Regions from separate parts of the Mus musculus genome. Here all the other regions are linked to region 1. The links are chromatin contacts, called in public ChIA-PET, HiChIP or PLAC-seq and promoter capture Hi-C maps. All regions are on one chromosome and are shown on one strand. The core of a region is the stretch at or near the end of the contact, and the rest is flanking DNA. Distances in the headings are between cores, read along the strand shown. Region 1 holds the start of Ttc7b (tetratricopeptide repeat domain 7B). Region 2 holds the start of Ccdc88c (coiled-coil domain containing 88C). Region 3 holds the start of Psmc1 (protease (prosome, macropain) 26S subunit, ATPase 1). Region 4 holds the start of Dglucy (D-glutamate cyclase). Region 5 overlaps Nrde2 (nrde-2 necessary for RNA interference, domain containing). Region 6 has its middle 14 kb from the start of Gm40557. Region 7 overlaps Dglucy (D-glutamate cyclase).

Region 1 (3,243 bases), core at 483-2,982:
CTAACATCCACCTGCACAGGAGGGATGGAAGTGACCCAAAAAACTTAGGAATGTGACTTCAACAAGAAGCAGGAAAATGCAGGAAGGAAGGAGACGCCACAAAAGCAGGCAAGGTCAAGTTGCCTTCGGGGTCCTGAGTACTCAACACCTTTCCCTCCAATGCTAACTTAACAAAGACACCTACCCAAAGCAAGGTACTGTGGTTGACAGTGTGCAAAACCAAAACCTTGCCCTGTCTGCATGGTGACATTGCCTATGGTCCTAAACTTGGGAGGCAAGGCAGGAGGCGGGAGACTTTGAGGCTAGCCTAAGCTATAAGGTAAGTTTGAAAGATATATAGAGAAACCTGGTTTGGTTTGGTTTTGTTAAGTTTTCATTTCCAGGCGCTATTTTCATAAAATCACAAACAACCACCAACCTTAAAGAGGCTATGAGATTTCCCTGTCCGTTTCTGGGTAGTTCGGGGTGAAGGTTGAAAAGAGTACACATGTCCTTCCTTGAATGAGCAGTGTCAGTCCTTCATTCATTCCCTCTGTGATTTGTCTGTCCCACGCCTGCTCAGACAGTCTTGGGAAGCCAGAGGTGAAGGAGGACAAAATCCTCTGCCCTCTCTGCCCAGGCTCCAAGTGCCTGCCTGTGGTTTTGGCGCGTACGAAAAGACAAGCAAATATTAACCATACTTGCTTCCAAAACAAATAAGGCCACGTGGAGTCTCGCTCTGGAATGTGATTTTGGCTGCAGTTTTGGTTTGATGGGTTGGAAGAACCAATTCAGCAAATGGGGTCATTGGCCAAGTCCAGCCGCCAGGTTTCCCAAGTCAGATCCTGGTTCCTGGGCGCACCAGGCCCCTCATCCAATCAGCTCCATTTCCCTCATTGTTAATACAGTCTCATCTTCCTGCCCAGTAACCTTCTCCCAGACTCCCTGACTCTGTTTCCCTTGTACTCTCCACCCTATCCTCTCTGGGTCTGCAGATTTGACACCCAACTGTCTTGACCTCAAGACACAAATCCCAACCTGCCAATGCCACCCCTGACACCCTCCAAGTCTGAGCTCCCTCCTGGGGCCCTTGATTACCATATGTTCACAACATCTCCATCACAGGACCCCTGAGCACACCACACACACTCTGGTGGTCCCCAGATGCCCACAGGTATGTCCCGGGGGGCTCCATACACACACAAACGCACACACACACACAAGCTCCAACTTCTTGGAAGCCCGGGGCTGGCCTCCGGTCTCTGGGGTCGGTGAACCTCTCCAGCCTGCACGTCAGGACTCCAAGGCTCCGACAGGCACAGCCCGCCCGCCCAGCCGCACGCCGCGTGACCGGAGGACCCCGCGTTCCCCAAGGGCCTGGCCCGCGCACACCGCGCGGCCTGCGCCTCGCCGCCCGGCCGCGCCCCTGCTCGCGCCCGGAGCCTCAGGCCTAGCCCCGGAGGCCGCGGCGGTCCCGCAAGCCCCGGTGCGTCCGCGCGTACCGTTGGCGATGAGCTTGGCCGACAGCTGCTTGACGAGCTCGGGGATCCGCTCCCATTGGCACTCGGAGCGGCAGCGCTCGATCTCCGTCTCCAGCCGCGAGCCCGCCTTCCTGGTCGCCATGGCCGCCCTGGCCGGCCCGGCGCGCGCCCGCAGGCCCCGCAGGCCCCGCCGCCGCCGGGCCCCGCGCCGCCTCCCGCTGCGGCCGCGGGCTCCGGCTCCGGCTCCCGGCTCGGCGGCGTAACGGGAACGCCGGCCGGGGAAGGGGCGGGGAGCGGGCGGCGGCGGGCGCGGCGGGGCCCCGGGCGCCGCGAGGAGCGGCCCCTGCCGGCCAGGGCCGGAGCCGCAGCGGGCCGGGGCGGAGGCCGGACAGCAATGAGGAGCGCGGGACGGTGCTCAGGAGCGAACCTGGAGCGGTGAGGGGTCAAGCCAGGGCAGCCACCCCGAGGATGCTCTGGGGCTCCAAAGGCCGGGGTTTCTAGTGCGAGAGGGCGTGAAGGGCGAGCCTGCCTCGGCTGGCCCTGCCATCGCAGGTTGCTTGTGCTGGCCTGCGCCCCTCCTCAGGCTCCCCTCTGCCCCAGGTAGCCTCCGTCCCCATCATGTGGCCAGAAGCAGTGGAGATTCATGCTCCTCCAGAACCTGCCCGAAGTTCCTTAAGTGTGTGTTGGAAGAAAGTGAGGGAGGACGTGTGTGTGTGTGTGTGTGTGTGTGTGTGTGTGTGTGTGTGTGTGTAGCTGCAAGCCCAGATGCCAGCTCCCTTGCCCTCTGAGGAGAATACCAACTCATAAGTGGCATTTCCAGGCCTTGACCTTGTAACTGAGAGCAGGGGCAGGTGTCTAAGCTGAACATTATTTCACTTGTGTAATTTATTCAGTAACTATAGAGTCAGAGGTCACCCACACAGAGCTAGGTAGTGTTTTAGGGCTGTGGAAACGGAACGAAGTGGGTACAACTTTGCTTCAAAGTGGGTATAAAGTTCATAGCCCATTCATGGAAATGAATTAATTAAGCAAAATAAAGTAGCAAATTAGGTTATGGGTTGGTTAAGGATGGTGTTGAAGTGATATTTGACAGTTTTAAAGATGAGAGTCGGGGGGATATGGGAGGTGGGGAGGGCAGATCATTACAGGCAGAGCAAAGGCCTCGGCTTTACTATATTTGGTGAGTTAGAAAAAGGCCAGAGTGGCTGGGGTGGAATGAAGGCAAGGAGCTGAGCAGATGATGTCAGGAGGGTGGGGGTTAGTCCATGCCCGGCCTTCTGGATCATTAGAAAGACTGTCTTTCTTCTTGGTGAGATAGGGAGCCTGCATGTTAGTCAGGCATGCAATGGCAAGGCCTGCAAGTATGGACATGACCAGTATTTGGGAAAGTTGGTCAGGGAATGTGGCTTCAGGGGCAGTGGGGGTGTTGGACTCTGCAATACTGCCTCTGAGGATGGAGCTGTCATCTGGGCAGTACCCTGTCACCAGGTTCATCCTCTTTGGGTGTGTCTCCTCCAGCTTTCCAAAGCTATCAAGTGCAGGCTTTTCTCTCATGCCCTGGGGATAAATGAAGACCAGACTCACAGGCCTTGGTTTACAGGATCAGCAACTGAAACTCAGTAAGGGCCAAGAGGAAAGAAGTACTTGGGACATGACCAACACCACACTGAGGCAACCCAAGGCCCTCAGAGGTGATGGGAGCAGAGCAGATGGGGCTCAGACACTAAGGACAGCCCAAGGACAGGCAAACAGAATGCCAGAGGAAATGAGGGCGAAGGAGCAA
Region 2 (3,178 bases), core at 655-3,154, 510 kb after region 1:
ATGAGCCGGCAGTTTTCTTCCCTGATTTACAGGCAAGTGTAAAGGCTTCAGGAATTCCAAAGGTCAGGGAAGAAAGCGAATCGTCCCCCCGGCTTTTGTTCTCCCCTGTGCCTGTGTGTAGCTAAGTGGAAGACTGGAGGACACTGCTGTGTTTTTTAATTACACAGCCGCAAGCTTAACGGGGATAGGCTGTAATGGTCCTTCTACCAATGGAACCCAGCCATTCTTGGGGCCTGACGGAACGGGGGTGGCAGGAGCGTGGCCAGAGCCCAAGCCTGCTCAGAGGCAGCCGCAGAAAAACTCAATTCTCATCAGTCCTTAGAGAAGCGCAGCCAAAGCCAACAGCAAATGTCTCTTTAGAACCTGGTCAAACTCTGAAGACCAGTGGAATTGGATTTAAAAAAAAAAAGACGGGGTTTCTACCACTGTGAATCAAATGTCCTATGAAAACAAATGGAGTCATCTCATTGGGAAACCACCCCCTACCCGCCCCCACCCCCAGCTACAAATCCAAGCTGTATTTCATTAGCTAATGGATTACTGAGTGTGACACCTCCATCAGTCCCAGCTGAGTGGGTACATGTAAAGGCTGATCCAGTTTTATTTTGTTCCAAGTGCCTGTGACTCATACTGTCACTCACTTCCAATAGGATCCCCGAAGCTTCTAAGTTAAACACAGAATGGAGGGGTAGGAGCCAACACCTAAGTGGTGCTAAGATGTCAGACAGACAGGCTCTGCAGAACTCCACAACGGATGTGGTCAGAGGTGCGGCCGGCAAGTAGTATCTACGAGACCCTGTTTAAGCCCAAGCAAACGTTCTAAACAGCCAGCCTGCCTGCCTGCCTGTGTGCCTTCTAAACCCAATTCACACAAGGACGATTAATGACTGCATCTGCCCCAACAATTGGGAAGAGAAGGAGATTCAGAAGCCCAGTTCCCAAGCCACAGTGAAACTGCGTTCACACCGCGATGCTCCAGACCCAGCGGACATTTCCTGTAACCAACCAGACCCTCTTTACAGTTCTGTGTCCCTCCAAAAAGAAAAGGGACTTTTGGTGTCAGCACTCAGACTACCATCAAGTGCCCGAGTTTACAAATGAGTCAACCGCAAATTTCCTTAGCTCGAATGAGGTGCTGGGGGATGGGGGGGTCCAACGGCCCACCTGAACGGAATCCCTCCCTGGCCATCCGGCATTCACGCTACAATCTTAGGTTTCTTAAAGTATCCTCTCTGAAGAGGCAACTTACATTTGCAGCATGATTTGATTCAAAAAGATGCCGTCCACTAAATCCATGTACAGAGTCAAGTTGTCCTGGTGGCCGCTTCCAAACGATCCAAAAGTTTTCACCTGCGGGGAGGCAAAAGCATGTTGGTCTGACGCTGGGGGACAAGGCAGGCCAGGGAGGTCACCAACCACCGTGGTACTCTTCGCAGGCAGCAAGCCTACCCTTCCCGAACCGCGGTCCTTTCCCGCCTCCGGACAGGACTTCTGGCTAACTTTTCTCCAGCGTCCCAGAACGCGAGGAAAATAGAGAAATAAATAAAAAGGACTTTTCAACAAAATCCTCACGTCTCAGACGCACAGGAAGGCAGCACGCTCAGCCCGCCGGTCCACGGTCCCACTCTGCGCCCCTACCGCGGGTCTCTGAGCTTCAGGAGGGGTCACCCCCCTTCCCCGCCCCCACGGCCGCCGGGAACAGGTGCGCGTTCCCGAGTGGGAAGCCGTGGGGACGCCCACCCGACACGGAGCCTCCCGGTCCCCGGTGCCGCTCCGAGCGCTCACCCAGGTCACCAGAGGGCTCTGCAGAAACAGCTCAACGAGCTGCGACACCGTCACGTCCATGCTGAGCCGCGGCCGCGCCGCACAAAGCGGCTCCGGCAGCCGGCGGCGGGCGCGGGAGACAAAGGCGGGGCGCGAGCCCACGGTGCGCGGCTGCGGCCCCGCCCGCCCGGGGAGAGCGAGAGGTGGGGGCGAGGAGGGGGAGGGAGGGGCGACGCGGTCCCTCCTCGGTCGCCCGGTGCCCTGCGCAGCCTAGCGGAGAGGAGCCGCACCGGGCCGGGTGCGCGTTGGGGGAGCGGGGACGGGAGTGGGGCGGGGCCTCAGCACGTGGCGGCCCGAGTGCGCGGGCAGGTGCAGCCTGCGCGCGCAGACCTGGGCCCGAGAGGAAGAGGCTTGGTGTAAGCCTCAGACTGCAGGGTTGCGCATCAGTGCATCTGCTTTGCCGACTCCCCGGCTTCTCCCTTCCTGAAGTTCCTTCAGGATGGATGCTGGCGGTGTGGCCGCCCCACGCGTGTGCGCCCCTGCTATGGCTCTACCCTCCCTCCACCATAGCACGCCGTGCGGGAGAGCCCGTCCCGGCCGCAGTGCGCAGCGGCAGCTTTGAGCCTGGGCTCCCAGCGCGATGGACGCCGTGCCCCCTGCTGGCGGGGGCTGTGTGCTTGGAGGCCTGCAGCCCCACGTTCTCACCACTTCCTGGTAATAACTTCGCTCCCCGAGCTGGGCCATTGTTGCATGTACTCTTGTCTTGACGAGTTTAATCCTCACTGCGATGCGGGAATGTTAACCCGAAGCCCCTGGCACACTCCTAGGGAGAACACACCAGGTACTCAATGACTACCCTTTGGCTAGTCATTTTGCAGCGTAGCTTTTTCACGTATTAGGGATGTGACATCTGCTGATGACATGTGGTATTACAGTTCTGCCTGGTTGGAAAGCCTGTTAATAAATAGACTGTAGCCCCCAGTATACTGGCAAGGTTCCAAGAAATGTGGAAGTCAGAATAACAAATAAAGGGTGGAGGTGGGGGGGCTTCTGCAATGAAGAGCATTTGCTTCTATTCCAGAGGGCCTGGGCTTGTTTTCCGGCACTGACAGGATGGTTCGCAACTATCATTAAGTTGAATTTCAAGGCCTCTGAGGGCACCAGACATACATATGGTATACATTCATAAAGGCAGAACACTAAAACTCATAAAAAGTAAAACAAATCTTACCCAAAAAAGTGGGGTGGGAATGATGGTACAGCTTTGTAACCCCAGTACTGGGGAGATGGAGGCAAAAGGATCTTCAAGTTATCCTTGTCTACATAACAACTTCAGAGCTAGCCTGGGCTCAATGACATCCTGTCTCAGGCCATGGCAGTCAGTTCTGGTTCCTGTAATCACAGAATTTGGTGG
Region 3 (3,390 bases), core at 46-2,545, 410 kb before region 1:
GGCAGCAATGGAGTGTCCTCCAGCCAACTCACCCAGCAAGCTTGGAGCAGCCTGTATATATAGCAAGATAAAGATTCAGATAACCATAGCACACGTGGGTATTGATGAAGGTTTGTGTTGGCACCAGTCACCTTGTCCCTTTAACCTTCACCTTACAACACACAGTTTCTGTCTGCTGGACCATCAGGGGAAATAGCCCCACCTGGGCTAGGTAGAAATGATGGCAGGGTCTTCTGAAATTCATTGAATGATAGCAAAAGGTCTGATACAAGGTGTTGGGAACGGCTAAGGCCATCAACTGGGATTGTGTATAGTTCTCAGTGTGTCTGTGGAGTACTCAAAATAGCCAGGTCCTTCGGGCTGTTTGACTAACCAGTTCTTTTGTTCAAAGTAGCTGTTAATTAGGGAGTCAGATTTCCTATCCCTCAAACTCTTACTTAGGAATAGGAACACAAAGAGTACTTACATGGACAAGCTAAAGAATTTATCGTTAACATTAATAACACTAATTAATAACAATGTGTAACACCTGCCTGGGGCCCCAAGCCCCAGTTTGTGTCCCTCCTCAGTGATACTTGGACTCTCTCCACATTCAGTGTCCTGTCTTTTTTTTTTTTTTAATTTTTAATTACTTTGTTTATGTTTACATGTATGAGTTTGCACATCACGTGCTTACAGGTGCCCTGAATGGTTGTTAGTTGCCATGTGGGTCCCCTGCTCTTCACTGCTGAGCCCTCTCTCCAGCGCCTCAAGGGTAATTTTAACACAGTATTAGCCACCATCATCAGTCCCTTGTCATCAGAGGGAAGAAAAAAAAAAAAAGCACACATTTAGATCTCTTTCGGCAAAGAACTATTTTCAAGAGAGCTACAAAGTTCAGAAACTAAAGAAGATCATAAATGCTGTGTACACATCAACTTCTCAGTCCCAAGCGCCATTCCTGCCTGACATAAATACTTCTTCCCAATTATAATTTTGCATCCTTTTAAATTTCTAAAATTTTCATATTTTCCCCAAGTCTCCAACGTCCAAGATCATTGTCTTAAGTTACTGACAAAAGCCCAAGATCAGCTACTTAGAATTCCCTCGAGTAAACTATTTTAAGTGCCCACATGTTTAACCAATCCTTGTACCAAACCGCCGAAATAAGCCCTTCGTGCTCAACTTCGCCCGTGAGGAAGTTGGTCCCGATAGGCTTCCGTAGCCTGTTTTTTTTTTTTTTTTTTAAAGTTACTTCCGTTCTGTCCGGGTCGCTTTGGTGGATGCACTTCCGGCGGTGGCGATTTGGAGGACTGAAGGAAGATGGTGAGTGACTAAGGGTTTCGGCTGGTCGTCTCAAACATCCATGCGCCCCAAGGCGGGAGGACGAGGCGATGTGACGCTCGGGTTCATCGCGGGTCGGAGCGGATCTCACTCCCTGGCGGACGCGGGCAGGATGCACGGCGCCCAGGGAGAGACCGGGCTGTGAACCGCTCGAGTAGGCAGGCGCTGAAGGGCTGAAGCCGAGTGGGACAGCCCGGCCGACGCTGGGGACAGCGGCTGAGCCGCAGAGCCAGCGTAGTGTTTCTCCGCAGACGGCTCAGCGCTCTCCGGTTTGGTTGGTTGAGCCGGATTCAGATGTAGGCACGGAGGTTACCGGGCGAGCACGGTTGATGATGGCGCTTCCGTTCTAGAGCAGGGAGACAATAAATATGTCAGGGAACAGGACCGGGCCAGATCGTTACGTAGCTGTGTTGTAAGAAGGTGGCTGGTTTTGTTAGGGTATCAGCGAAGGACCCTTCGTGGATGTGAAATCTAAATCGAGGCCTAAATTAAGGTTGTAAGGGAGTAATCTGTACTGATAGCTGAGCGAAGCCCGGGCAGGGCAGAGGGTCAGGAAATGCAAAAGGAGGCAACCCTGAAGTCCGCCCGAATCATGAGCTGCCAGGCCAATGCATCTGAATGTAGGTGAAGGCCAGAGCACACAAAGGACCGGTGATGACTTTGAAAAGTATCCCAAGCCGGGCGGTGGTGGCGCACGACTTTAATCCCAGCACTCGAGAGGCAGAGGCAGGTGGATTTCTGAGTTCGAGGTCATCCTGGTCTACAGAGTGAGTCCCAGCACAGCCAAAGTTACACAGAGAAACCCTGTCTCGGAAAAGCAAACAAACAAACAAACAAACAAAAAGTATCCCGAACATGCGCCAGGCATTTCCCCAGAGTTGTTCTTACTTCTTAGAACAACCCCGAAGATTATTATTAATGTCCCCATTTTAATGAGGAAACAGAAATACAGCCAGTGACCATTGGTGGGGCACAAATCCTTTCTTTTCTAGAGCAGTTGAGAAACCCTCTGGGTTTGAGAGACAGCAGAACTTAGTGTGATTTCTGTCTAACAAGCTTTGTGACAATATACAGGGCCGTTAACCTCCCTGGACCTTGGTCCTTTTATCTGCCTGTGTATCAAGGGGGCTTTGAGAATCAAGCGGCTCAGGGGTAAAGAACACCTGCTGCACTTTGAGAGAACCCACGTTTGGTTCCCGGCACCCATGCATGCCAGCAGGCTCCAGAATGGTCTGTAACTCCAGCTCTGAGTAGGTCCGAGCCTTGCGTGTGGTCGAATGTGCTTTATGCTTGGCATCATTTCTGAGGTGGTTTTGTCCTGGTACTGAAGCCACCAGTGTTGTAGTGAGAGGTGCTTCCCTAGGGTGGTGAATCAGTGAGTCCACTGTTACTCCTGTTTCAAGCTCCACTGTTGGGCAGATGGGATGGCACTCGACATGAAGCCTGGCAGCTTGAGTTGACTCCAGGACCCACAAGGCAGAAGGAAAGAATCCCTGGAAGTCGCCCTCTGGCTTCCTCTCGAGTGCCCCGGCATGCGGGCACAGACCCACACGTACACTAAACCACATATCTTTGCACAGGAATTTAAAGGACCACCATTTAAGGCATCGCCCAGTGTTAAGCATTGTTTTAAAGTCAGAAATCCCGATGAGCTTTTCATGCGTTTTAAGATGACAGCTTTTCAGATCGGGAAGGAAGTCTTGTCTGGGTCCCAGGCTGTCAGGATAGGAGCTTGGTAGGTTGCTGCTGAAAGTCTTCTGGGTCCTGTGGATCTCTGGAGAGAGTAAATGACCATGCGTGGCGAGTCTCTTTTCACAGTCGGGGAGGTAACTGACATTAGAGGGTGGCAAGTCTGAACCTCCCGGTTGAGAGGGGTGCTCTCTGGCTGCCAGCTTTCTTACTGGCTCCTCATTGTCGCATGGCTCTTGGTTCTAAGAGGCAAGTAATGTCTACACAGTAAGTGCATACCTGGGAGCCCAGGTACTCATTTTCCACACATTACAGTGGGTGGGGGTGGGGGTGCTTGTGTTTTAGAGCCAAAGTACCAGTGAAGTGATAGTATTCTGA
Region 4 (3,375 bases), core at 271-2,770, 260 kb after region 1:
ACTGGTTTACTTTTTGTCCCAGTGATGACCTTGGCTGATTTAGGTACCTTATTACAGGTAGAATTATGGACTCCTCTGTGGTGGTTTGAGTATGCTTGGTCTAGGGAGTGGCACTATTTGGAGGTGTGGCCTCGTTGGAGGGGTTGTGACCTTATTAGAGGAAGTGTGTCATTGTAGGCCTGGGCTTTAACACCCTCATCCTAGCTGCTTGGAAGCCAGTCTTCTCCTAGAAGCCTTCGGACGAAGATGTAGAACTCTCAGCTCCTCCTGTACCATGCCTGCCTGGATGGTTCTATACTCCTGCCTTAATGATAATGACTGAACCTGTAAGCCAGCCTCAATTAAATGTTGTCCTTTATTAGAGCTGCCTTGGTCATGGTATCTGTTCACAGTAAAACCCTAACTAAGACATTCTCCTTATTTCACTCAGCACAATGTCTTTGTCTCCATTTATTCAGGTTGCTATGACAAAATACCACAAGCTGGATGGCTTGTAGAGAGCAGAAATTTATTTCTCACAAGTCAAGACTGGGAAGGCTAAGTAAGATCAAGGTGCCAGTGGATTCAAGTATCCTGTGGAAGTCTGGGTTTTTGGTTTTGGTGGTGGTCGTGGGGTGCAGATGGTGTCTTCTCTCTGTCTTATAACAAAGGGCAAGGCACACCCATCCCAATTCCTCCAGGAGGGGGAGAAGTTAACCAACTGGAGAAAAAGAATTAGAAAAGTGACCCAAGAAGAGACATGCCAAGGCTGGCACCAAAAGGACCTGCACTGTGCTTACGTGTGTGGTTTGTGCTGGGGTTGGGGTATGAGGCTCGGGAGCGGTAGGGAAGGTGAAACCACAGAGACTGGCTGGCACCATCTGCTTTAGAACCTTGTGTGGTTGGGATTAAGGCTGGCTCTGAAGGGAAGTCCTGAAAGCTTTGAGGCAAGAGAAAGCAGAACCTGCTCTTCCTCAGAGGAAGCATTCAGACCAAGGGAGGAAAAACCCCCACAGGCCTGCCCGTGTCTTTCAAGCATAGTCTGAGTGCTAGAGACTGGCCTAGTGTTGCGTTCCTATTATCTCAGATGAGTCCAGGGAACATTGAATGCTGGAGAGCAACTTACCCTGCCTAACCCAGCACAGCCCCAGGGCTAGCAGCCATTGATCTGCAAGAGCCTGACTCTCGCTCGGGTCAACACCTGCATTTTCGCCTGTACCTCAAATGACCCAGTGCAGTCTGACATTTGGACAGCACAGACAGCAATCCCAGTCTGGCTTCACACGGGAATTACCAGGGTAGTTGTGAAACTCCTCAGGGCTTACGTGAGTTCCTAGGTCTGTGACATTAGAATTTTTGGGACTTCCACCCTGCTGCAGCAGGTTTTCCAATCATCATGGCCATGCCTTTGTGTCATGCTTCCTTGCTGCCCGGGGAAAGCAAGAAACTCCCGCAAAGGGAAGTAACCTTAGAGGGCTCTGTGACTTTAAGAACCAGGACTGGCATCCTGCCATGGAAGTCTCCACCCCAGTACAGGCCTTGAGAGCATTGGCTGCAGGGTAGCAGAGCTGTAGCAGCCAGTGGTGCCTGGGGCTGTGCCCAGGCATGTAGATCAGAGACTGAGCCGGGCAGAGCAAGCTGGTGGCAGTGGCGGTGGCGACAGGCAGCCCCAGAAGCCCCTGTGAGCTGAAGAAAGAGAGCTTTATGCCTTTCAGAAGGAAGCTCGCTCTGCAAGGCTGAGGAAACAAAAGGAAGAATTGTGTGTGGACTCTAGTCCAGACATCTCAAACCAACAGTAAGTCAGCAGGGAACGTGAACGCGGCATAGTTCTCTGCCCTAGGCAACATCCACACACCCCACCCTACCCTATCCCAGCCCAAGCGTTTGAGGAAACTGCTCCAGGGGGCTATAAGCCAAAATCAGTTAACAGGCTTTCTGCTAGAAGCCACCAGGGCCTCCCCTTGAAAGTCAAATCTCTGCATATGACACTGGGGACCATGAGTTGTGGAATTGCTTCTCTACCCTCCTGGGATGGCCTTTCAGGACACCTTCCAGACCTTGAGAACCCCAAGATCATGAGAAAGCAAAGAAGGGGAAATTGAAATCATAGGCTTTGAGTGGCTGCCAACTTTGGGCCACAACCTGCTAGGGAGGAGGAAATGAAGCTAGTGGCAGAGACTTCAGGGCTGGCATGAGGGGAGGACAGACCAAGCCAATGCAGGCCTAGGGGTGTTGGCCAGATAACCACAGGGCTCGAGGTGCCTCTCTCTGCTTTTGAGGGATGATTGCTGAAGGTGAGGCAAACTCACATTGAGAGCTTGCTTCAGTCCCCACTGCGGGAGCCAAGGCTCTCTTGTCATAGGTGGCTGGGGGAACAAACCCTCTGACCTGTGCAGAAGGCAGAGCCCTGTGACTCTGGGAAGTCTCTTCCTATCTGTGTGATTAACCTAGGGGTTCGTTAACAGCCATCTTCCTGACTTCATGAACATGTATGTGTGCTAGGGAGGGCAGGAGGCAGCATGTTGGCACTGATTGGTCCAGAAGGAGCGAGCGTTGTTCCTTCAAAGTAGCTAAACACTGTCAAAGGAGGGGGAAATAAAGCCAGGAGCAAGAAGCAGAAGGAAAGCAGCATCCACTAAACAGATGGGGGAAACTGAGGCAGAAAGACAAGGCAGGATAGAACCAGCTGAAAGCTAGACTGGGCTTGCACACATTCCGATAAAGAATTTTTGTGTTAGCTTCCCATTCATATAACAAGACCCTTGACATGAGCAGCAACGTTAAGGAGGAAAAGTTTATTTGGGCTTATGATGTCAAAGGTTCCATCCATCCAGTCCATAGCCCTTTGACCTGGCCGTTTCCAGGATCTTTCAACATGGCTGAAGCAGGTGGGAGAGGGAAGCAGCTCAACTCGTAGCAGCCAGGAAAGCCAAGCGAGGACGGGTCTCAGCGAGAACGGGGCCAAGCGAGGACGGGTCTGAAATACAACAGCCCATCCCTAGCCCACCCCCAAGTACCAACTTCCTCCAAAGAGGCCTAACTTTCAGGGGTTTCCACCACCTCCCAAAGCCCACTGCTGAGGTCCAAGCGCACAGGATGTAATTCCCTCCCACAGGTCCTGCCCCTAAACACTGCCTACAGGGAACCAAGCCTCCAATAGCAGTTCATATAAGAACAACCTTAAAAACTCAGCTGTTCCTTTTGTCATGGGGACTGAATCCCAGGAGCTCAACTGGTGGTCCTTGACCTGGCGTGATGTATATGTGTGGGTAAATAAGAAACCCTGGGGAAGTTCGTGGGCATATCTGAAAGATCTGTCACATAGGACTCCTGTGTCAACACGCAGCTAAAGTCCCCTGCTCACTTGAATTGGGAACCTTTGAATTCCTTGTGCCA
Region 5 (3,329 bases), core at 246-2,745, 380 kb before region 1:
GCTTGCCGGCCAGTGAGTCTAGACAAAGTGAGATGCTCTAAATCCCGTGGCAAACTTTGTCTCTAAAACAAGGTGGGAAGCAACAGAGGCTCCCACACATGTTCACACATGCACCACCTATTCATACCTACACACACACACGCATCTATCACATGCACACACAAACGATGATTCCATTTATAATATTATATAGCAAAACTGATCCCTGTGTTCAGTAACTATGAAAAAGGAAGGATGGTTGTGGCTAAAAACAGTGGCAAAAAAACCCAACGCAAACAAACAAACAAACAAACCCCCCAAAGCCTTGCTGTGATGAAATCGATCTGTCATCACTGTGAGGGAGAAGACAAAGTGGGCTCAGTCATGGCCCACCCGTGTCCACGGCAGCACCAAAACTGATGAAACTGTCTGGTACACACACAGACACATCCATATATGCACACTCGTACACAAACACACACACACACACGTGTACACACACATGTACATGCACATATGTACACACAGACACACACAGGAACAAAGACTGGTGAAATCTGAGTCCACTCTGGACAGGACGCACTATCACTCTCTATACCTGTTTTCCAGGTACATACACATCTACAAGTACTTCGAAACTAAAAAGCAAAGTGCTAACAATTTAAGTGGAAAGCGAGGTTCCCACTGCATGCTGTCTTGCCCAGCTCTGGCTGGCGTCTGACCAAGCACCTTTTCCACTGGGGCCTGCCCTCTTTTTGCTCCTGGAACTGTGGCTAAAAGACTGGGAGCCAGAAGTCTGCCTGTTTTCCTACTGGCTGGCTCTGTTACGGGTATAAACCTAGAAAGCACTTTGGAATGACAACTGTGAAGCTAGTTGCCTCTTTGTTCCTTAAGAGGCAAGAAATTTGTCAAAATTTGTTAGTGTGAACATTGACCAAAGACTACCTTAAATCTACGCCCAGAAGGATGGGAAGTAGGAACTAGCGACACTCCAGCCACTTGAGAAGCAACTTGGAAAAGCCCTTCTCTCCAAGAGTGGCTTTCACGTCTACACTGACGCTCCCGGAGTGATGGTTAACGTTTTCTTTGCTGTTTATTATTGAACCAATAAAGTCTGTGAACCCTTAGAAAGAAAGAAAGAAAGAAAGAAAGAAAGAAAGAAAGAAAGAAAGAAAGAAAGAAAGAAAGAAAGAAAGAGGAGGGGAGGGGAGGGGAGGGGAGGGGAGGGGAGGGGAGAAGGAAGGGAAGGGAAGGGAAGAAGGAAGGAAAAGCCCTTCTTCCTCTGGAGGCCTCAGACCCTCAGGTGCTTGGAATGCTGCATGCTGGGAGTTGGAGCTCAGAGCTTGGCGGTCCAGCGCCTGATTAAATCCTGACCCTCTGACTCTTGCAGCACTCCTAAGCTGCCTCACTAAGCATGAGAAACAATCCTGAAGTGGGAAAACCCAGCCCCAGAAGAGAAGGCACGCCCCTGCCCTCTGAAGCACTTACCTGGGGTGATGAGCACCCAGCCACCTCGCTCCTGTTGGTGCATCCACGCCCGCCAGCCTCGGGCTCCCTTCTCCCCAACGCGTGGTTCTCCGCTGTCCCAGAAGGGCTCAAAGAATTCCACCTGGATCAGGTTTAAAGGACAGAAATTAGGCCAACCACAACAAAGCTCCCAAGTGCGTCTCTGGACCACAGGATCCCTGAAATACCATACAACCAATGTTCAAAGGCACACATGGCAAACAGAGGAGTTATTTCGGCAGGCAGCCTCCAAATGGGCCCCCTCACTCCACCCCTGCCTTGGTGTACAGCTCTAAAGTGTGAGCTGGACATGGTGACTCCTTAGATCAGCATATAGAAAGGCTGCTCAAGATTTGGTGACAAGAGCCTGCAGCTGGGTAGGAAAGCACTTCCCAGTCCTCACCCTGCCGGTGCGGTCTAACCACTGCCAGCCCCACTCATGCCGCCTGACCCACCACCTGACCCCTGAAGTCATGTTGTTTTCAGGACATTGGAGAGAACGGGAATTCAAATTTTCAGCAGGACAGACTGAGCTCTTGGAGGGACAATCGCATCTTAAGTAACTGCTTAATGTTAAGATCTAGCTCAGCACACAGCAGGAACTCAATAGATGCCTTTGGCACAGCTGAGTGGAAGGAGGGTAGCTGTGGGACAAAGCCACACAAAGTGCATCTGGAGGCCAGGCCCTGGTGTCGCCTGGACTTGAGAGCAGCAGTGTACGGAAGCAGCTTGCAGGCAGGCAGTCATACCCAGGAACAGAGCAGACATAGCACTGGGCAGGGACTGACTTATGATCTGATTATCGACTAGCAACAGGATTTCCAGGAGCCATCTTCTCTAATGATACTCTAAAGGAACCTTTGGAGGGCGAGCAGGTTTCTGGGGAGCACACCACAGGCTGACAGTTGCAGGGCGTGTCCTGAGGGGAAGAATCCCTCCAAGAGTCACAGGGCCAGGCGAGATAGCCTCAGAGAGCATATGAGGGCCAGTCACCTGCGGGAAATGGGATGGAAGACTACAGATGGGCTTCTGAAACAGTGACTTGAAAATAAACAAATAGCCGGGTGGTGGTTAATCCCAGCACTCCTTTAATCCCAGCACTCGGGAGGCAGAGGCAGGTGGATTTCTGAGTTCGAGGCCAGCCTGGTCTACAGAGTGAGTTCCAGGACAGCCAGAGCTACACAAACCCTGACTCAAAAAAAAAACAAAATAAATAGATAAATAAATAAATTAATTAAATTAAACAAATAACTCAATGCCTACCAAGTGTAAAAGGCCTGGGTTCAAACCCCAGTACTGCCAAAAATAAACAAAAACTACACTCAAGCAAAGGCTGACTTTTTAAGAGTGTGATATGTGTTTATAACCTGAAACAGACCCTTGTAGCAGCCTCTGCCTGTTTTGTCCCATGTTTATGGTGAAGGTATCTCTCAGCTAGACAGGTAGTTCTCTGTATGCTGGCTTGCAGACGCTTAGGGAGCTGTGCAGCTGGGATTTAACATCTCCATACCATGGCTTGGGGCTCTAACAGAGCAGAGCAGGAATCCTTGAAACGTCACCATCAGGCGCAGTGCTGTGCCCACCACACTGTTCACACCACTGATCAAGAGCCTCAGCAGAGGGGTGAGAGAAGAATTCAGACCCTCACCACAGTTCCCAAGTTACTCCTGAAGCATAGTGTAGACTTAAAACATCACAGCACATTTTAAAATTGCTCTCTATAAAAGCTAACTAAAAATTAGCTGTGCCAGTATTATCAGGTTGAATTCTTTAATCCCACTTTGTCTAAAGGTAGCATCATAATAAAAATGTCTTCACTGCCAGTTCACATGAGACCTTAAGTT
Region 6 (3,096 bases), core at 176-2,675, 290 kb before region 1:
TCCCGGGTGAATCTGAGGAAGGCTGGCCCTGTCTCCATGGTAACTGAGGGTCTGAGGACCAAGTAAAGTGACTCACCATAGGCCACACAAGTGTATTACTGCAGTAGAAGCGTATTCTACTTCTACTGAATGTAGAAGTTAGAAGGACAACCTCACGTATTGTTCCTCGGGCACCTCATTTATTTATTTTAATTTATTAAATTTATATTTAATTATGTATATGTCTGTGTGGGGGTGTGTACACACATTGACTGCAGATGCCCTTGAAGGCCAGAGGCATTGAATCCCCTGGAGATGGAATTACAGGTGGTTGTGCGCCTTCCCAAATGGGTGCCTGGAATCAAAGTCAGGTCCTTTTCGAGGGCGATATGCAGTCTTAGACAGTGAGCCATCTTCCCAGGCCCTCCACCTTGATTTTTGAAACAAGATTTCTTTTCATCCTGGAGCTGGGCACACAGGTTAGATGAGCTAGCCCAACAGCCCGGGCATCCGCTGGTCTCCACCCATCCAACCCTTGGATTATAAAGATATGCCACCACACTCAGATTTCTAATATGAGGCTCAAACTCAGGCACTCGTGTTTGCCAGGCACAAGAACTTTCTCCACTAATCCATTTCTTAGCCCCGGACTGCTTTTGACCCAAACCTTCATTTGCATTTATTGCGCACCAATGGTTTACCAGGTCTGTGACATACTTGGCATTTATTTGGCAGTTGTGTGACTTGAACCTGGCATAAAGTAGGCCCACAAGTGTTTGCTGAATGAATGAAATGGATGAATGAATGAATGCCTTCTCCCAGGGCAGATTTCACAGGTGTACAACCTGAACATCCAACTCAGAAGGACGCACACTTAGCATAATGCCCTGTACCATCGTGAAGATCATGATAACTTTGGCCAAGGCCCTCACATTTGCCTGTCAGGCCCAGATATTTTTGCATCTGGTCCTGTTTCTTCTGGTCCCAGCTTGGACTGGACAGACAAATAGTGAACCCTGGAAAAGGGAATCAAAGTCACCCATTCTTTAAACTGCATCCAGGGCCCAGGCCTGGTCCTTCCCAAGGTAGGATGCATCATATTGTGGCCTCAAGCCTGGCTGGGGACCTATGACAGGTCTACAGACTCCAGTTTCCCTTCAGTTCTTAGAGGTTAAGGGTCTCAGTGTCTTTGGAAATGCTCACAATTTCTAAGAAACCTGACCACTTGGAGTTCAGTCTTCCTATCATTATTATTTTTTGTTCTGAAAGACAAGAGGGACATGGGAAAAGGACAGAGAAGCACCATCCTCATGGAGAGCCAGCGCTCTCCTTAGGCGGAGCGTGGCAAGGGGATACAGACAGACAGCAGAGAGCAGCCCCTCACCCTGTCTGCCTTGGGCCAGACAAGCTGGTCCCCTCCTAGAACAAAGGGAGGCTGATGTATGTAGCTTAGTCACTGCTAACGTTTGACAAATTACCGGCCTCAGGAACAAGACTGCTTGCAAAGTTCCTGTTGGCTCCAAGCTGGAGACGGTTTATGCAGAGGGAAATAAGGCTGCGTTTGCTGAGGTGAGGGGCAGACAAAGAGCTGTTTTTGAGCCACACTGTCTGAGCCAGAATCTTTTCTCTCCCTGCAGCAGGCCTGTGTTCCTCCCCATCTAGTTCTTAAGGAGAGAGCCTGGCAGGAGGATGCTCAGGAGCAGAGATGTGAGCTGGGGAAGGTTGCACACATTCTTTAAAAATATCAGAAAGCCTGTACTGCTTTGAGGCTGAGCGCATCTGAATGGAGATGTAGGCGGGAGGAAACTGCCAGTGTCCCCCTTCCCCCAGCCCGAGGTGGATTTGAGAAGCAGAGGAAATGGTCTGTGGGTTCCTTGATTCCCCCCCACACCTGAGAAGCTGAAGGCAAGAAGAGAGCCAGCGTCAAGTCTCTGAAGAACACATACTACAGGGCTTCACCCTTTGGGATGGTTGTATGTGTGTATATGTGGGGGTGGGGGTGGGGTGGGGGAGGGGGGAGTTGGGGAGAGGGTGGAAGGACAGAAGGAAGGCTAGGTACTGCTTTCTTGGGCCTTAGATTGCTCCTTCATATGACACTGGAGCCTGGACAAGATAAATCTTTTCTAGTTTGTACACTTTGAATTATGAACCTAAAGAAAAAAAAATTCAGGCTGGGAGAGGTTGATCAGGAGCCCTAAAAGGTGGGTGTTAGAACACAGGCCAGATCCTATAGCCTAACTCAGGCCACACCTCCCTGGACTCTTTCTGGAACACAGAGTTAAGAAGCCACCCTCAATTTGTGGTACCTGGCTCCTGCATGCTCCTGTCCTAAAAGGGTTATAAAGGTCAGACTTTTCTATTGCTCTGGGGTTGGTGGAGACGCCTCAGGGAGACAGCTTGAGGTTGCTCCTGACACAGTGACTGCCCCCTGAAGAGGCTCATCTTAGATTTATCAAGAAGCCTCTCCTTCATTTTAAGGCCCCATCATCTTTGGATGTGGCTGTGCATTGTACAGTTTCTGTCTATTGCTGTCTCCCTCACCAAGCGGCCTGATCACAAGGTCTTTCATTATAATAAACTCCCCCGAAGGGAAATATGTGCCGGTGTCCCCGGCAGACTGACTGCTGAAGCTTTTCATCGTTATTGTTTTTAAACAGTGAGCAGCAGTTTATAGTTCACAAGACTCAGTAAACCGACTGTCCATTTCCATTCATTATTGTCAGAGCAGACACACAGAAAAGACAAACAGTATGAGGGGTATGAGCAACAGGCTGAGGGGCAGCTCAGTGAAGTGTTTGGCATCCAAGCATGTGGGCTTGGATATGATCCGCATAACACATGTGTGTTGGTGTGTGCATATAATGTCAGCACTGGGACTCAGAGGCAGGAGGACTTCTGAGCTCACTGGCTGGCCAGACTAGAATACTTGGCAAGTTCTAGGTTAGTAAGAGACTCCAAAACACAAGATAGGGTGACTCTCCCTTGAGCCTGTACCCACACTTGGGTGCATTTTACTTTCTGAGACTCTAGTCGGAGAAGCCCATACTGTGTCCTGGGCTTTCTTCTGAGCGCCTCTGTCTCTCTTAACTCTTGTGCTTCAGCCTATATTAGGGACTA
Region 7 (3,206 bases), core at 224-2,723, 320 kb after region 1:
GGTGGGACCCACAGGTTATGCTATGCACACATTGATTCAGTGGTTCTGGTTTGGTCATGCTTCAGGAACACCAGCAAAGCCCCGACTTGAAAACCAAGCGCTCCCCAGTGTAGAGAGCTCTAGACGTGTCAGTATCAGAGAGTCCCTCCTCTGCCTTTTTCTCCTCCTCCTCCTCCTCCTTCTTTTAAAGATTTATTTATTTAATGTATATGAGTACACTGTAGCTGTCTTCAGATACACCAGAAGAGGACGTCAGCTCACATTGCAGATGGTTGTGAGCCACCATGTGGTTGCTGGGAATTGAACTCAGAATCTTTGGAAGAGCAGTCAGTGCTCTTAACCACTCTCCAGCCCCTCTCTGACCTTCTAATAAACACAGTATTGGCCGAGTGGGCACGGTGGTACACCCTGTGGAGGCAGAGGCAGATGAATCTCCATGAGTTTGGAGTCAGCCCAGTCTACAGAGCAAGTTCCAGAATAGCCAGGGCTGTTACATAAAGAAACCCTGTCTCTAAAAACAAAAACAAAAACAAAAAAAGCGCCTCAGGGGCCTGTGAGCACTTCTTTGTGTCCCTAGGACCATCTGTCCACAGTTGCAGAAATACAAGTTTGGCACCTGCACAGGCATCCTGACCTCACTGGAAGAGCACTCAGAACAACTAAAAGAAATGGTGACCTTCATCATAGACTGCAGCTTCTCCATAGAAGAGGCCTTGGAGCAGGCAGGGATCCCCAGAAGAGACCTAACAGGTCCCAGCCATGCAGGAGCATACAAGGTAAGGCCATGCCCCTGGGCAAAACAGCTTGAAAATGTGGATGGACTCTGTAGTTTCCGATGGTGGAGAGAATGTTGGTTCAGGGATCAGAAGCCCTAAGGTCAGCCCTAGCTCAGTCGCCCTCCCAGGTAAAACCATTACCCTCTGAGTCAGTCTCTCTCCCACCTGCCTCTGATATGGCTGTGCAATGTCAATCAAAGTCATTTGGACATTTGGAGAGAGAGAGAGGGCATGTATATATGAATGTATGTTCAGGCTAAAGGTCAACTAGTACTCTTCGGGAGCAGAACACATTGTTTTCTGCTAAGTTACACTTATTTGGGGAAGGGGTGATTTTGGTAGTGCAATGTTTGTGTGGAGATTGGATGGCAACTTATGGAAATCAGTTCTCTCCTTCTGCCTCTGCCTCGTGGGGCTTGGGAATCAAATTCAAGTCACCAGGCACGGCAGCAAGTGCCTTTATCTGATGAGTCTTTTCACTGGCCCCACCGTGGAGTTGGAGACAAGACCTCTTACTGGGATTCACTGATTAAGGGTAGGCTCTCTGCCAGAGAGCCCTGGGGATGCTCTTGTCTCTATCTCCCAGTGCTAGAATTACAAGCACAGGGTGTCACCATGGCCAGTTTTGATGTGAGCACAGAGTGTTAACGGCAGAAGGGTGGCCTCTCCTGGGACACGCCTGCTGTTAGGGACTGTCCCTGTGGCCGAGTTGATGCACTTCTCTTCCTGCTGAAACCAGTCACGTGGGGAAGAGTGGCGCCCTTCCTCCTCTGCCTCCTTCCCAGATGCTGTTGGGACAAGTCTGAGCACTCTGGCTGATCAGCAGTCTCCAGGCCTCCCTGTGCACAAGACCAGCCTCCAGACTTCCCTGCTCACAGTGGCTGGACTTTTTTCATCTTGAGCGCTGTTTGTCACAGTGTCCCTCCCCACTTTGACTCCTGCCAAAGAGGCTTGGACTGCGTCAGGTCCCTGCAGTTCTGTAGTAACCTTCGAGGCACAAAAGATTGGGTTGATGAGATTGGCTATACAGAGAAACCCTGTCTCGAAAAAACCAAAAAAAAAAAAAAAAAAAAAAAAAAGCTTTGTACAGAGGCACAGACGTCCATATATGTTCACCAAAGCCTGTCAATTATCCATGACACGTCACTGCCCCCTCTCCCCACAGCTGCCATACAGTTTTGTCTGTAACAACTCACCCCACTGCCCTTAGGCCCTGAGAGAGATGGCTCTTACAGCCACCTTGAATTTGACTGATGGCCTGGATAGATGGCCCATCCTAAACAGAGGTGTCTCAGTCCCCAGGAGCCCTGCCTGGCTTTGTGAGTGGCCTACATGTGCCTTTGCTCTGTCCCAGGTGCTGTCATACAGACACTGGGCTGGCAGCACAGCAGAGCCTCATCTTACAGTTGCCAGGGTGGTAACAGCCAGTTAAGTGGCAGCCAAGGTCGTCCCAGGGGATCCTGATCCTGGCTGCGTTCTAAGCCTGTCGTAAGCCCCACTGCAGGGGGAGAAGTATACCACCAGTGAAAGTCACCCAGGTCGCCCTGTGCAGAATCTTGGAAGGGAAGACCGGGGCATCCAGGGACAGGCTCATCCTGTGGGATCTAGAAGTAAATCAGGCAGCCGATGTTCCTGGCGCTGTTTGCTTGCTTTTGCCTGATTCTGTCAGAACTTCGCAGCTTCTTGAGGTCCATGGAGAAAGAACATTTAGAGACCCATGAGACTGGGCGAGGAAATTGTTTTTTGGTTTTTTGGGGTGTTTTGTTTTGTTTTGATTTTGAGACAGGGTTTCTCTGTAGCCCTGGCTGTCCTGGAACTCACTCTGTAGACCAGGCTGGCCTTGAACTCAGAAATCTGCCTGCCTCTGTCTCCCAAGTGCTGGGATTAAAGTCGTGAGCCACCATGCCCGCCACTGGGTGGGAAAATTGTGTGTGTGTGTGTGTGTGTGTGTGTGTGTGTGTGTGTGTTATAAACCTCGGCTGAAAGTTAGCATTTCCTTTGGTTCTGACTGTTGGCCACAAAGGGCTGTTGGATCAATATGTCCTGGAATGCTGAGGATGATAAAGTATCTCACAAATAGCATAACACAGTACAGTTCTTGAGAGTTTCAAAACACCCTGTATACTGATACTCCAGTAACAGATCTGCCATTCTGTCCTCCTAGCTGTTAGTGGGAAAGTATAATATTCTTTCTGGGGCTCTGGTAACTACATCTGGACATCAGAAATAGTAGTGGTTTCCTTTGGAACATTTGATTCTCTTCTCTTCCCGTCACCTTTTTGCTGCCCCGTCTGTGTGTTTGTTTTAAGGCAGTCTCTCACTGTGTTACCAGAATCACCTTAAAACTTTCCTTGCAGTCAAGGCTCAAACTCCCCATCTCCTTAGCCTCCCAGGTGCTGGGACAACAGGCAACACACCATCCTGAATTTT

Evidence for each region. Promoter capture Hi-C pulls out the DNA fragments that hold promoters and counts their contacts. ChIA-PET counts read pairs in DNA pulled down with a chosen protein or histone mark. HiChIP or PLAC-seq counts read pairs in DNA pulled down with a chosen protein or histone mark.
Region 2: an HNF4G HiChIP or PLAC-seq map of pancreatic cancer cells shows a contact between it and region 1. The contact joins the promoter of Ccdc88c here to the promoter of Ttc7b in region 1. A contact is called at or near these places in 7 of 39 promoter capture datasets (the 3T3-L1 cell line, cranial neural crest, embryonic stem cells and 4 more), 3 of 484 Hi-C or Micro-C datasets (all in embryonic stem cells), 5 of 115 datasets of contacts at active chromatin or transcription factors (embryonic stem cells, memory CD8 T cells, microglia and 1 more) and 1 of 9 other capture datasets (adipose tissue).
Region 3: an RNA polymerase II ChIA-PET map of memory CD8 T cells shows a contact between it and region 1, with 40 read pairs. The contact joins the promoter of Psmc1 here to the promoter of Ttc7b in region 1. A contact is called at or near these places in 12 of 39 promoter capture datasets (the 3T3-L1 cell line, the C10 cell line, the HPC-7 cell line and 6 more), 1 of 484 Hi-C or Micro-C datasets (embryonic stem cells), 11 of 115 datasets of contacts at active chromatin or transcription factors (acute myeloid leukemia, embryonic stem cells, extraembryonic endoderm stem cells and 6 more) and 3 of 9 other capture datasets (adipose tissue, embryonic stem cells and liver).
Region 4: a contact with region 1 is called in an RNA polymerase II ChIA-PET map of memory CD8 T cells, with 99 read pairs. The contact joins the promoter of Dglucy here to the promoter of Ttc7b in region 1. A contact is called at or near these places in 4 of 39 promoter capture datasets (the C10 cell line, the HPC-7 cell line, cranial neural crest and 1 more), 2 of 484 Hi-C or Micro-C datasets (the CH12 cell line and liver), 2 of 115 datasets of contacts at active chromatin or transcription factors (memory CD8 T cells and pancreatic cancer cells) and 1 of 9 other capture datasets (adipose tissue).
Region 5: an H3K4me3 HiChIP or PLAC-seq map of embryonic stem cells shows a contact between it and region 1, with 7 times the contacts expected there. The contact joins the enhancer-like site here to the promoter of Ttc7b in region 1. A contact is called at or near these places in 10 of 39 promoter capture datasets (the 3T3-L1 cell line, the C10 cell line, the HPC-7 cell line and 7 more), 1 of 15 datasets of contacts at CTCF or cohesin (the NIH/3T3 cell line), 18 of 115 datasets of contacts at active chromatin or transcription factors (SST interneurons, T-cell acute lymphoblastic leukemia, acute myeloid leukemia and 10 more) and 4 of 9 other capture datasets (adipose tissue, embryonic stem cells, liver and 1 more).
Region 6: an H3K4me3 HiChIP or PLAC-seq map of embryonic forebrain shows a contact between it and region 1, with 4 times the contacts expected there. The contact joins the enhancer-like site here to the promoter of Ttc7b in region 1. A contact is called at or near these places in 16 of 39 promoter capture datasets (the 3T3-L1 cell line, 3T3-L1-derived adipocytes, the C10 cell line and 11 more), 1 of 484 Hi-C or Micro-C datasets (Th1 cells), 10 of 115 datasets of contacts at active chromatin or transcription factors (T-cell acute lymphoblastic leukemia, embryonic forebrain, embryonic stem cells and 6 more) and 3 of 9 other capture datasets (embryonic stem cells, liver and pancreatic islet).
Region 7: a promoter capture Hi-C map of pre-B cells shows a contact between it and region 1, with 4 times the contacts expected there. The contact joins the enhancer-like site here to the promoter of Ttc7b in region 1. A contact is called at or near these places in 12 of 39 promoter capture datasets (the 3T3-L1 cell line, 3T3-L1-derived adipocytes, the C10 cell line and 7 more), 1 of 15 datasets of contacts at CTCF or cohesin (large pre-B cells), 1 of 484 Hi-C or Micro-C datasets (B cells), 10 of 115 datasets of contacts at active chromatin or transcription factors (SST interneurons, cardiomyocytes, differentiating embryonic stem cells and 5 more) and 4 of 9 other capture datasets (adipose tissue, embryonic stem cells, liver and 1 more).

Annotation. Positions count from the first base shown.
Region 1 is chr12:100,519,090-100,522,332 of GRCm38.p6, forward strand. Ttc7b (tetratricopeptide repeat domain 7B) reads right to left here and starts at 1,733. Exons shown (of 20, transcript NM_001033213.1): 1 at 1,482-1,733. The coding sequence starts at 1,602.
Region 2 is chr12:101,026,987-101,030,164 of GRCm38.p6, forward strand. It overlaps Ccdc88c (coiled-coil domain containing 88C), which reads right to left and starts at 1,905. Exons shown (of 30, transcript NM_026681.5): 1 at 1,786-1,905; 2 at 1,250-1,350. The coding sequence starts at 1,845.
Region 3 is chr12:100,108,907-100,112,296 of GRCm38.p6, forward strand. Psmc1 (protease (prosome, macropain) 26S subunit, ATPase 1) reads left to right here and starts at 1,296. Exons shown (of 11, transcript NM_008947.3): 1 at 1,296-1,305. The coding sequence starts at 1,303.
Region 4 is chr12:100,777,537-100,780,911 of GRCm38.p6, forward strand. It overlaps Dglucy (D-glutamate cyclase), which reads left to right and starts at 1,521. Exons shown (of 13, transcript NM_145448.5): 1 at 1,521-1,774. It overlaps Gm40558 (a long non-coding RNA gene), which reads left to right. Exons shown (of 3, transcript XR_872933.1): 3 at 178-209.
Region 5 is chr12:100,136,191-100,139,519 of GRCm38.p6, forward strand. Nrde2 (nrde-2 necessary for RNA interference, domain containing) reads right to left here. Exons shown (of 14, transcript NM_001290303.1): 8 at 1,468-1,588. Among named protein-coding and RNA genes, the nearest start is that of Nrde2, 22 kb to the right of the region's middle. Within about 2 kb of position 1,496, at least 6 of the 459 cell types and tissues checked have an H3K27ac peak or open chromatin away from gene starts, as enhancers often do. A contact at or near this core is called in embryonic stem cells, where this site is marked.
Region 6 is chr12:100,226,811-100,229,906 of GRCm38.p6, forward strand. No RefSeq gene overlaps it. Among named protein-coding and RNA genes, the nearest start is that of Gm40557, 14 kb to the right of the region's middle. Within about 2 kb of position 1,426, at least 48 of the 459 cell types and tissues checked have an H3K27ac peak or open chromatin away from gene starts, as enhancers often do. A contact at or near this core is called in T-cell acute lymphoblastic leukemia, Th1 cells and embryonic forebrain, where this site is marked.
Region 7 is chr12:100,837,923-100,841,128 of GRCm38.p6, forward strand. Dglucy (D-glutamate cyclase) reads left to right here. Exons shown (of 13, transcript NM_145448.5): 4 at 578-776. Among named protein-coding and RNA genes, the nearest start is that of Gm36572, 54 kb to the right of the region's middle. Within about 2 kb of position 1,474, at least 77 of the 459 cell types and tissues checked have an H3K27ac peak or open chromatin away from gene starts, as enhancers often do. A contact at or near this core is called in B cells, hematopoietic stem and progenitor cells and pre-B cells, where this site is marked.